Regions from separate parts of the Xenopus tropicalis genome. Here region 2 is linked to region 1. A link is a contact called in public Hi-C data. All regions are on one chromosome and are shown on one strand. Each heading gives the region's core, a stretch centred on a gene start, on an enhancer-like site or on the middle of the called end of the contact. The rest is flanking DNA. Distances are from core to core; before and after follow the strand shown. Region 1 holds the start of hipk1 (homeodomain interacting protein kinase 1). Region 2 has its middle 39 kb from the start of hipk1.

Region 1 (6,235 bases), core at 2,963-5,462:
TGGGCGATATCGGGCAAATGTAGGCTAATTCGGTCGTTTGGCCCTGGGTCAAACAATCTAATTATAGCGGCACTAAAGGGAGCAGTCAGTTCGGTGACTGCATCATCCCCGATCCGACAATTTTTTAACCTTTTTAACCTGCCCCATCGATATCTGCCCGATTTCAGGCGAGATATCAGTCGGGCATGCACCTTGTTGCTGCTCCTACACAGGTCAATAAGCTGCCGAATCGGTCTAAGGGTCCGATATCGGCAGCTACAATCAGCCCGTGTATTAAGGTAAATCAAAGAATGCATACAGCTAACTTTTAGGAAAATGTGACTATTATACTCACCTAAGTATATTTTTTACTATAATCACTATAGATACAGACAAATTTATGCTCTCTGTGCATTACAGAATATAAAGTTTAAAAAGAAAAACTAGTTCAAAGAAAAGTAAGATTTTCCTTTTAGGCACATGATTCATTGCAATGAGATTTTGTTCTTTTCTGGAATTTCCACATCACGAACAATGAGAAAAATATCAGCTTTCATTCCCTATGGCCCAAAACACACAGGTGAAGGTAGGCTCCTACAACTCCTGCAGCGTCAAGCAATTTTAAATATAATAGTTATATTTAATTTACTTAGCACTGCAGGAGTTGTAGGAGCCTGCCTTTACCTGTTTGGGCCATAGGAAACGAAGCTAACAAAAAATGAACTGGAATTCACCTGAAACCACTGCAGGAGGTACTTTCAAGTGTGTTATGAATAAAGATACTTAAGTTTCAGAAGTGAATTCCTGTTAACAGTGAATTTATCCAGCCTCTGCACAGAGCCTTTTATCAGCCCTTTACTGCATCTATAAATGCATGAATACATACACATTTATATATATGCACACAACTGGCACACCCTGATCCTCTTTCAGTAACAAAGGAAGTCCCCCAAGTGTTTTCACAGACCTGATTAATGCGCTCTTTGCCACCTAATCTGCTTAGGACTTTGCTACCATTGGACTTGCTGCCACAAAAACAGCAACACATGACTTCTTTGCATTTACCATCAAGTTGCTAAATGAATGAATATGGCTTTGAACTACAAAAACAAATAGCTCTATGCAATAAACTTGCTTTGAATGCCAGAAACTGACAAATGTAGAACCTGCTACAAAAGCAACCTGAAGACAGTAATGCTTGGCCTTGCCATAAGGAAATGTAACCATTTGCCAGGGAATTATAAAAGCCTCATGGACACAAACATAGGGTGGCTACTGTAATTGGAAGGTTAAGGAAAAATTGATGTGGAACACAGTTGGATTCTACACAAAAGGAATTTTGTTGCCAGTGCAGCTCACTGCACATTATGTTGAAGCTTATTAGCATGAAAACAGTATTGCATGCAGAAAAATTTAACTTAAATATTTTCTCTTTTCTCGCATAGGAGTTTATTTACCGACAAGAATCTACTTTCCTCCAGCCTAGTCATTCTACTTGTGGTTTTCCAAAAAGAAGTCAGGTCACTGTATGTGCCAAAGGCATAATGTGTTACTGGGAGTCCCATTCGGGACCAGTATAGCTAAGGTATAAAAGTTCAGTATGAAGTGGGCAATAGTAAGTATATGTTACCATCTAGCAGTAACTGATAAGACTATGTGCAAAGAAATAACCTAGAATTTATTACAGCTGCTAGTGGGACACTATCACCCAAAATTAAAGCATCATTTCCAGAAAGAATAAACTGAGGGAGTTTGGGTTGGTTCTATTGCCACATTTTAGCACAGCAAATACCTTGCCAGACAACTCTCAAAGCTATTCGCATTTACCTAAAAGACAAACACTTGAATACATCTGGTATATTCATTTTCTTGATATGCGATTATCACATGAATAGACTTCAGTTTCCAAATGACAACTGTATACCAAAAAGTGCACTAGGTGCTCTTAGGCCATTTGCTATTGAAAGAAATCCCTTGCTGTTCTTTCCTGTTTGCTCTGACTGCTCTCTACATTGTAACACTAGTCAGGTCTCTTCCAGGCAAGACCTTTTTTTTTTTTTTTAATTGAAAGCTGAGGTTGTGCTTTTGAGTTGCAATTACTGCAATACCTTCCATGTTCTGTGATTAACAAACCTGATAAACAGGACTGTATCTGAAGCATGCATGGCATTGTGGGAACCAAGAGACTTGGCTAAAAGAGTGGATTTTTGCTACACTGTTTCTATTATCAGGTGAGCAATGAAGAATACAGCAAAGGACAGCTAATGCTTTGGGTGCAAAATATCCACAACCTCTAAACTGCAAGTAATTCTACTGATTCTGTAAATGAACCATTAGCCAATGGGATCTTGCTTGTGTGTGTCAATTCTGCACAGAACATTAGATGCACCCCCTTTCAAAAGTCATTAGCTACAAAATATCCTACAGCCCTGTTTCTTAACATTGGATCCCCAGATGTTGGTGGACTACAGCTTACAGCACCCTTCAACATATAATGGTAAACAATGGCTGGGAATTGTAGTTCAGTAACATCTGAGGACCCAAGGTTGTGAAATGCAACATCAGAGGACATATTTACATGTGTCCAGATATCTCTGTGATCCTCAACATGGGCATTTTGAAGAAAGATCTGCTCGTGTGGTGGCCTCGCCAAACAAGCAGATCTTTCAATGTATATCTAGTTTACACTACACCTTGTAGACCATTATCTGGCTACAGTTCACAGAAGCGGCTCCAGCTCTACTGAGCACAAAGTCAGTCGCATTTAAAAAAAAAAAAAAAAAAAAACAATTTGGCTTTATTTTTCTGATTCAGGCCTTCAGCCTGCAGGCCTAAAATTTAAACATCAAGTTAGTAAAAAGAGTTCTAATCAGCTTTAAAGTACCTTGCTGTGAATCCTTGATCTTGATTTAATGGTTAGCTTGTAGATTGCTAGAGCACAAACTGGTAGCAAAATGCCAAGTCACTTACTAACCAAGACTCATGACATCTCAGGATTAAACCAGCAAATGAACATGACGTGCAATGCTAGGAATTACAGATCAACAGCTGGAATTCCCTGGTTCAAATGGAATAACCCCTAAAAACTTATTTTTTTTTTATTTTTCCATAATGGAAAAGTGTATAATTCTAAGCAAATTTCTATGCCTTTAAAGCTATTTTCAGATTCATTTTACTGAATGAGCTTTAGTTAATCCCTTTCTTTTGGTCTCTGGGTCTGACTCTAAACACCACAGCAGAGAAGTCAGTTCTCCCCCAGGCCTGTTAATCAGCTGGCTTCTCCTGCAGTTTCGGGTGGGAGAACATTTGCAAATAACTTTTTAGGCAACTCATGTTTTAATAGATGGATATTGGTAAGGATTAGACCAATATTTTCTTTCATTAGGTAAAAAAAAAATAAAAAAAATCAGCTTTTGGCTAAGGATGCACTTTGACAATTCAAGACCTTAATTCAAAGACTCCAAGAACACATTCAAATAAAATCCCAAATACAAGGGTCTCGGCCGAGCAGTAGACGATCTCACAGAAAGCAATTTTCATGTCTCCGTGCAGGGTAGAAGTTTAGGTAGGAACACAGCCCGCCGGCAGTCTCACAGCAGCAGCAGCGCATATATGTGTAAATATTCTATATATATATGCACAAAGCCAAGCCGCCGGCCCTACTCACCCAGGTACTCACCGCTGGTGTGTTGGGAAGATTAGCCGCTGGTGAGAGGAGCTGTTTGGGACGTGCCGGATCCCCACCGCGGGTTCATCATCAAACCCCGGGGAGGAAACCTGCTTTTTCTGCTCCCCACCTTCAGGCAGCACCGTCCCCAGTCTGGGGCAGACAAATACTTCCGTCTTGTTGCCGTCGAGTCTCCCCTCGAACAAGGGCACTCCTCTTCCGCGCTGTGGTTCCTTCCCCGACTCCTCACAGGCCCAGTCTGTATGTCTGGCTTTGTAGGGAACGTGACGCCCGCTCCCTCTCCTCCCCCGGTCTCCGTCACCAGGGCCCGGCGATTTCAGCTTTCTTGGGTAGAAACGGAGAGACACAACGCCGGACCAGTTGGAGCGGTAACCGGGGGTGAAGAGGGGGTAGAAAAGGTTTAAGGGTTTAGTCTAGGAGTAACAGAGGAGCCCTAAACCTTACACGGCCGACAGCCACTCAGACCCAACAAATGGAAGCGTGAATAGCCCACGCAGGCGTAACCAATCGATTCGGCCGCGACTTCATTTAGCAATGGAACTTTCCTTTAGACGTCATTTAGGGAAAGAGCTTGAAAAGGGCGGAGTTTAAGCGTGACGCACATAGTTTAGGGGGCGTGTTTAAACGCGTTAGTTATCCTCATGCGTACTTTAATTTCTTTTACTTATTTAAATATCACATGTACACGTGATGCGGCCTTACCAAATATAGTGTAATTAGTTTCCTTGAAAAGACGCATTTACATGGAAATAAACCTGGCCAAAGGCGTTAGTGAGGAAGGGGGTGTCTGTCAATAAAGGGCTATAAACATTCATAGTGCTGGTCTACTAAACTGCTGTTATTACTTTTTTACTGTTGCGAATTGGCGAACAAGAAATGGGGCAGGGAATGGGCAGCAATTGAAATGTTTTTTTAATGCTGAGGCCCCACAGAATGGAGCAACTAGGGTTGCCACCTTTCCTGTAATAAAATAACTGGCTTTTCTATAGTTTTCTCTTTTTTTTATTTTTTGGCTGTTGTTAAGGTTGGTATTGAGCCTAGATTTTACCAGCCAGTGAGGTAAGATTCCAGTCTGTTGGCAATTCTGGCTTTGACCCTGCCAGTGTAGTTGCATTATTGCTTGAAAAAGCTCAGCAGCGCATATGCTAGCTACTCAAATTCTAGTAGGGTGACTACTTGGTTAACCTATGAAGGAGTGAGTATTTGTGGGCCTTTGTCACCCGTCTGTGTAGGGCAAATCATTCAGGTTATAAAGCATTGCCCACAGGAAAGAGTAGATTTTAGCAAGACAGGAAATGTAGAACTCTTACACATCTTGTTGGGTGTAAACACAGCGTGCAGTGTTTCTTTCCAATAGATGTGTCCGCAAATCTTCCATGTTGTGTACACTTCCGATTTGACCCACACAAATATTTCTAACTGGGAGGATGTGATCTGTTGATCCTGCACCACCCTACAAAATCTCTTATGTAGATTATCTCTAAGGGTAAGAACCCACTGAGAAGTTACTTGCCAGAGAGAGATCTCTGCTATTGTGGGTGAGTAACCACTCTGAAAAGGCTTTCCACCGGCAACAATTAAAGTCACTGGTGGAAATCCCTTCACAAACCTGTCTGCTTTAATTCAGAACCTTCTTTCTTTCAGGCTTAAAAATGTGTCCTTTAGTGTTTTTCAGAGCTTTTGTCTTTTTTTTTATCCAATGTCCTAAAATTGGTAATTATGTTGGATTGAAAACCCCACAGACTGTTCTTCGACTTTAGCTTATTCTTCCACTTCTTCTTAAGGTGGCCATACACGTGGCGATCTGACGATGTTTCGTACGACCATCGGTCTCACAAAACATCGTAAGATCTGCCACACACCATTCAGGGCTGAATCGGCAGGTAAGGAGGTAGAAACAATAGGATTTCTACCTCCTTCTGCCGATTCAGCTCTGAAGGGAGAATTTTGGTCAGGCGCCTTCTTTGGCACCCGATCAAAATTTTCAAACTGGTCCGATCGGCGAGTCGTCCGATATCAGCAGCTTCCTGCGATATCGGTCGACTCGCCGACATGCCATACACGCACCGATTATCGTACGAAACGAGGTTTCGTACGTTAATATCGGTGCGTGTATGGCCACCTTTATTCTTATTCTTAGCGCCCCCCATTTTCTAAACGCTACTCCTACTACAGTTTTAGGGGTACAACACCCCAACTCCCCACACATCTTCACCCTATAGCGGAGCAGGTTGCTTGTGCTTTTCTAAGCGATCCCGCCCCCTGTCTTTTTGTGGCGCCGCTCCGAACCCCCAATTTTTCCATTGACTTTACATAGTTACATAGTTACATAGGGTTGAAAAAAGACCTGTGTCCATCAAGTTCAACCCATCCAAGTAAACCCAGCAAACCTAACCCACACCTACCAATCTATACACTCACATACATAAACTATAAATACAACCACTAGTACTAACTGTAGATATTAGTATCACAATAGCCTTGGATATTCTGATTGATCAAGAACTCATCCAGGCCCCTCTTGACAGGGAAGATTTTCAAACTGCTGCCACACTTACAGCTTTGAAG
Region 2 (5,905 bases), core at 3,098-5,597, 40 kb after region 1:
CTTGTGTTAGGTTCGGGGTGTTCACACCCAGACCTTATTGTTTAATTTGGTACGAACTTTATCGTTTATATCATTTGTTTCATTTTTTGCTTTTTATCAGATAGATTTTGAGTTGATTTTGAATTATTCATTTTTCGTTTGATTTTTGTGTTTGAGGGTCAAAACGGGCAACAATTTTTTTGGCCGCACGACATTTTTGCCATTTTGCAAATTTTTCGCTAAAGATAAACGGAACAGATTCGCTTATCACTAGCGGCTACTATTTATAAGCAGCTACTAATTATATGCTACCATTTATATGCTACTATTTATATGCTACCATTTATATGCTACTATTTATATGCTACCATTTATATGCAGCGACTATTTATTTGCGGCGACTATATGCGGGCGTTGATTAGCGCATGTACCGTCAAATACCGAACGAAAATAGTCTTTGCGAGTTAAATAACGCATGCAATATCGCGCGTGAATTAGCGCTAGTGTGCTTATAGTGAATCGTGCGTTAAGTCGCGAATATTAAGACGCGATAAAATTTTTAACGCACGCTATAAATAGCGCACATTTTAACACACTTTAAGCTGGCCATACACATGGCGATCTGATGATGTTTCGTGCAACCATCGGTCACACGAAACATCGTCAGATCCGCCACACACCGTCAGGGCTGAATCAGCAGATAAGGAGGTAGAAACAATAGGATTTCTACCTCCTTCTGCCGATTCAGCCCTGACGGCAGATTTTGGTCAGGCGCCTTCTATGGCGCCCGATCAAAATTTTCTAACCTGGCCGATCGGCGAGTCGTCCGATATCAGCAGCTTCCTGCGACATGCCATACACGCACCGAATATCGTACGAAACGAGGTTTCGTACGATAGTATCGGTGCGTGTATGGCCAGCTTTAGTGAATCAGCCCTAAAATCTTTAAATAGTCAGTGCTGTTTGTCCAATATGCACTGTGTGGCCCCTATCTGTCTGGCTGCTGTGACTGCTTACCTTTGTGTAGGTTTTAAATGGTATCAGTACTGAGATTAACCAGTCCCTTCATTGTTCATACCTGTGAGGACAGGAACTGTTTTCACCTCAGTTCTGGTACATGTGTAGTCATAATAGGTTTTCCTGTCTCACCAACCATTTGTCTTTTTGAGGTGCTACCACCATTAATGCGGGTATGGTATTAAACAAATTTTCTTGTGAATTCTAGAATCTTTTAATAAAGGACATGCAAACCCTACATTTTCCTACCATGTATTTAAATTGGGCATATTTCCCCCACCTGAGCCATATTGTTTATACTCCATATATCTCCTCCATATATCCCCAGCACGGTCACATTTTCCTAAACCAAATAGCAGCTGACTTAATCAGGGACATTTACATCTGCAAACAGCACACGTGCGCTGTACAGTTCATACAATGAACAATGCAGGCTTACACAGGCAAAGCTTACTTTGATAAAAAAAAGTCCTGCTTGGATTGAGCACTGTAATGGCTAAGCTGAGCTCAGGATAGGAGGTTAGGAGAAAAACATGTTTCTCAAGCAGACTGCTCAGCTATAGCAGAGTTTCTATTGGAAACCAGCAGTGCTATCTCTTCATTGGCTGCTAGACTGAAGGGTATGTTTGGTAATCTAAGTTGAGAAGAACTGAGCATGCTTAGTAGCCAACAGTTAAAGTAAATTCCTGAGGGAGGGGAGAATAGGTTACTGGAGGAGAACGAATCCCACATGATTAAGGGGATGCAGCAGCCTTTCTATTAACCTTTGAACAACAGGAGTGGCAGGTATTTAAAGATTTCAAAGAAGCTGTTCACTGATTAAATTTTTTTGTTGGGGGATTAAATATCCTTTAAGCTTATGGAACACATCTGTTTGAAATACCGTGCTTGCGAGGGGTTGAGACCCCAAATACCTCAGTTTACGGGACAAAAATGCTATTGGTTGTGTCAGTTGTGTCCATTTTATCATTGCCTTTTCTAAGTAACCAACCTAGGCAAGCAGTGTGCTGGAAACACAAAGGGAGTGGAGATAAATCTGTTACATCTGCCTGCTCTAAGGTGGCCAAACCCGGGCAGATATAAGCCTGTTTGGGTCGATGAGCTTAAAATTTGCCAAACACACTACAGCAGTCCCAGCTGTATTCCCCTCATAGTGAACTTACTTTATCATTCGTAATTATGTTTCTATTCATATTTCATGAATGTGTCTATTCATAAGTCAGTTAAATATTCAGTTACACACCTGATAGGGTTTCACTTTATGTGAGGTACTGACTGGTGACTGGTGTCATCTACATTAAGTGGCTGATTGACATTCCACATCCCACACATAGCTGATGTCCACCTGCTTGCCTGGCAAGGCCACTAAAGAAAGCAGATCCCCGCTGCTGGACAAGTTATATAAATGGGAACAGGGACTTACCATCCTTATCAATCATGATAAAAAGGGTCAGGTCTGGACTGGGATTCAAAATAGACCCTGGCTTTTCGAGTACACAGAGTCCCAAACATAACTAGTGACTGTCTATGGCATCTTACAATAGCCCATCTGGTATTTGGCACAATCCACATATTGCCAGTCCGGGTCTGAAGAGGGTCTGTTAGTGTGACAAAACGTTTAGAACTGTTTTGGAATTTTTAGCTTTTATTGCCCTCCTGGGCTTTTATCATACATTCTTTGGTTTTTGTGATATGTACCTGCATTGGATGTTTTGCATGAATATGTGTATGTTTATTTGTTTTTCTAGGCTTTTGGCACCCAAGGAAAGACCCCATGCTTGACCCCATGCTTACTTCTCCTGCGCTTAGTTGGGGGTAAAAAGGGTGGAATTGCTAATCTAGAGAATGCAGTTGTGCTCTCCTAGAACAAAAGAGAAAAAACAGAATTCACTGTTGAACTGTGCTCTTAAATTACCAGGGGATTTTCTCACCTTGCCTTATGAAAGGGCCCCTAGTACAGAGCGCTTAATAAATAAATGTTAATAATAATAATAATAGTACAAAACATTTGTTTGGTGAAAGGTTTTATTCTTCTGTCATTGGCCTACAGGGCTAGTACCTTCTATTGTTTAGTGTCTTCTAAGTCTGTTTTGACTACCCTTGTAGATTTTGTTGGATCTTTTTGGCAGTGGATTTTTGTGCAGTGGAAGCTGCACTGCTACTTCTAAAGATATCACATTTCATTACTATATTTATACAGTGCTTGTGTTTCAGTAGGCTGATAGTCTTGTACTGTATTAGCTCTCTGGTCTGTTAGCCTCATAATTTTTCAATTAAAACATGCTATACAAATGATGAAATTATACAAATGATGACATTTTATGGCATTTAACTTTATATAGTGTTTTGTGGATAATTTGTCCCATTCATTAAAAAAGCTTGCCAATTTGATTAATTGTAATAATCCCATTCAGAAACGTTTTTCTTCTATGATTCAGTGTATAATTATACGGGGACACTTGCTGAAGGTCTGGGGATGGTGAGAGACGGGTTGTGAATGCAGATGTTTGATTGACTTGTTGATAACCGCACTGAATGTGAAAGAAGAAAGTCTGGCCAGGTTCCTGTGTATTTAGCGGTGCCCTGAGGCAGCAGGACAAGATTGCAATCTGCACATTGTATGGGCCTTTATCTGCAAACAGGCAGCATCTTTCCACGTGTAAACTTCATTATTACTATTGTTTAACAACCCTTTGAATTAGATAGCAGGCAAAGTCATCTATATTAAAAAAAAGACAAAACAAAATGTATACTAATAAATGGCATGAGGAGTCTGCTATACAAGCCCATATATGTACGCACATACACACATAACATGGTGCATTATATATACTAAAGGGCAACCTCTCCCTTAGTTTCATGGCACACAAGCAGTTACAGGAAAGCTTGCAGCTTGGTAGCATTTCATTAAAATGTCAAATGCCTATGAGCAATAAAGAGAACACAGTAACATAGACATTTGGTTGAGAATAATCAGCATGGGCTATTAAATCATAATGGCTAGTGCTGTGTAGTCTCCACGGAGCAACTCAAAATAAACTAAAGTTTCAACTTTGTCTTAAACTAAATTAACTAAAACATATAACTTTAAAGGCAATGGTATCTGGGCCTTTTGACTGCCATATCAATGTGATCTGTCCACGTGTCACTATCACTGATAGCTTGGTATATAAGTGGGAATTCAATGCACACAAAGCAGGGGAAAACAGACCTTGCTTATGTATTTTGGTGCTGTCTGAAAAAAAAAAAAGTGTTTGCTACGGCCGTATGGTACAAAACAGTGGTCACTATGTGCCATAGCCCTATAGCCATGTACCTTGTAAGTAAAATTGTAGTTCTGGCAGTGCTACACAATCCTCTAGATACAAACTGGAAAAAAATGCAGGCCCTAGGGCTTGTTTACTTCAGTGCACCATTCAGATGCAAATTGCCATGTTAGCCCCCAAAATTCTATTATAATTACTGGGGCAAGCCAAGTTACATCTACTGCAACATGCCCGCAGCGCACCAATATGGACATAAATGATGGTCCATTTTGGTAAAGAGAGTGCAAGTTGCAGTATTGTTATTCCCCCTGAATTTGTGGTTGAATGGCATCTGCAGTGTTGCAGTGTGACACAGCCTAATACGGCAGCTCTGGAATTTCCGGCAGGTCCAGGCTGACAGCAATTCTAGGGTTGTACTGGACAATCAACTGGCCTATGATTTTCCTTAAATACTGAAGGAAGTGGGGTGCAGCTAAGATGATTGCTGTGTATGGAATATTAACTAGAAAGTACAGTAACTAAGCAAAGTGCAATTTTGAGTGCAATCTCCATATTTTTTTCCACAGTGCATTGTTTTTTTCCTAGTTTTCAACGTCATTGTGGTCACATGGTGCTTGGCACTACTGAGATGCACCTATGGCAGTTGCACCTTAATGTTCTGTTCATTCCTCTGAGATTTTAAGAAGCGTATTTATTATTTGGTGAACTCCAAACATTTATAAATGTGCTTCTAAAAATCCCATAGGAATGAATAGAATGTGGGGAAGTTTTTATGTATTAAGCTCTAAACTCACATTTTGATAAATCTGCTCCAAAGTTTTGTTGATTATAATTAATGCAATAATTGCTTATATTGATGCAATTCATCAAAGGTACCCTGCACTTGTGCATATTTGCAGCAAGCGCCAATGAATCACGCAAGTGCAACTGTTGACAAAGGCAAACCCTGGACTACTGTTGCCATCTTGAGCTGTGTCAATAGCCTTAGTAGGCTTGCACCATATAAATAGCAAGTGCCAGAAACTAAATTGTAAAAAAATTCACCCACAATTCACCAAACTTTTCTTCCCCTTGAGTCCATCTCTGTGTACGCAGAGTTGACAAGGGAGTTTGAGTGCCCCTTTCCACACCCATTCCATTAGCCTGCAATCTGTACCTGGTATTAAATAAGCCATTAAAGGCTGCTTGTCCTTATCCACAAGTGATTTTCTAACTAATGAGTGCAACTGTGTGGCCATAAGCACAAGAGCCCGCAGTTCTTTTTTGTTGACATATATACACACTTTACATTTTGTGGTATGGCTGTACGCGTTAGCCTCTTACCTTAAGCATTTTGGAAACCTGTTTTTATTAGGGATGCACCTTTTTCGGCAGGATTTGGCCGAATCCCACACCTGACCAACCAAATCCGAAAACTCACGTGACTTTTTGTCATGTAAACACAGAGGTTGAAAATTTAACCCTTCCAATGCCCGATTAGCATATGCTGATTATGATTCAGATTCGGTTTGGTTTGGTATACAGGCAAATCCTTTACATAGGGTTCAGGGGTTCAGCCGAATCCAAAAAAGTGGATTTGGTGCATCCCTAGTTTTTATACACAAGGGAAATGCTTTACTGTAGTATTTTTGTTGCACAATGAA

Evidence for each region. Hi-C and Micro-C count contacts between places; a contact is called where the count stands out from the background.
Region 2: a Hi-C map of gastrula embryo shows a contact between it and region 1, with 2.0 times the contacts expected there. The contact joins the enhancer-like site here to the promoter of hipk1 in region 1. A contact is called at or near these places in 3 of 5 Hi-C or Micro-C datasets (gastrula embryo, neurula embryo and tailbud embryo).

Annotation. Positions count from the first base shown.
Region 1 is chr2:54,496,700-54,502,934 of UCB_Xtro_10.0, forward strand. hipk1 (homeodomain interacting protein kinase 1) reads right to left here and starts at 4,213. Exons shown (of 15, transcript NM_001082416.1): 1 at 3,659-4,213.
Region 2 is chr2:54,536,479-54,542,383 of UCB_Xtro_10.0, forward strand. No RefSeq gene overlaps it. Among named protein-coding and RNA genes, the nearest start is that of hipk1, 39 kb to the left of the region's middle. Within about 2 kb of position 4,348, at least 4 of the 11 cell types and tissues checked have an H3K27ac peak or open chromatin away from gene starts, as enhancers often do. A contact at or near this core is called in gastrula embryo and neurula embryo, where this site is marked.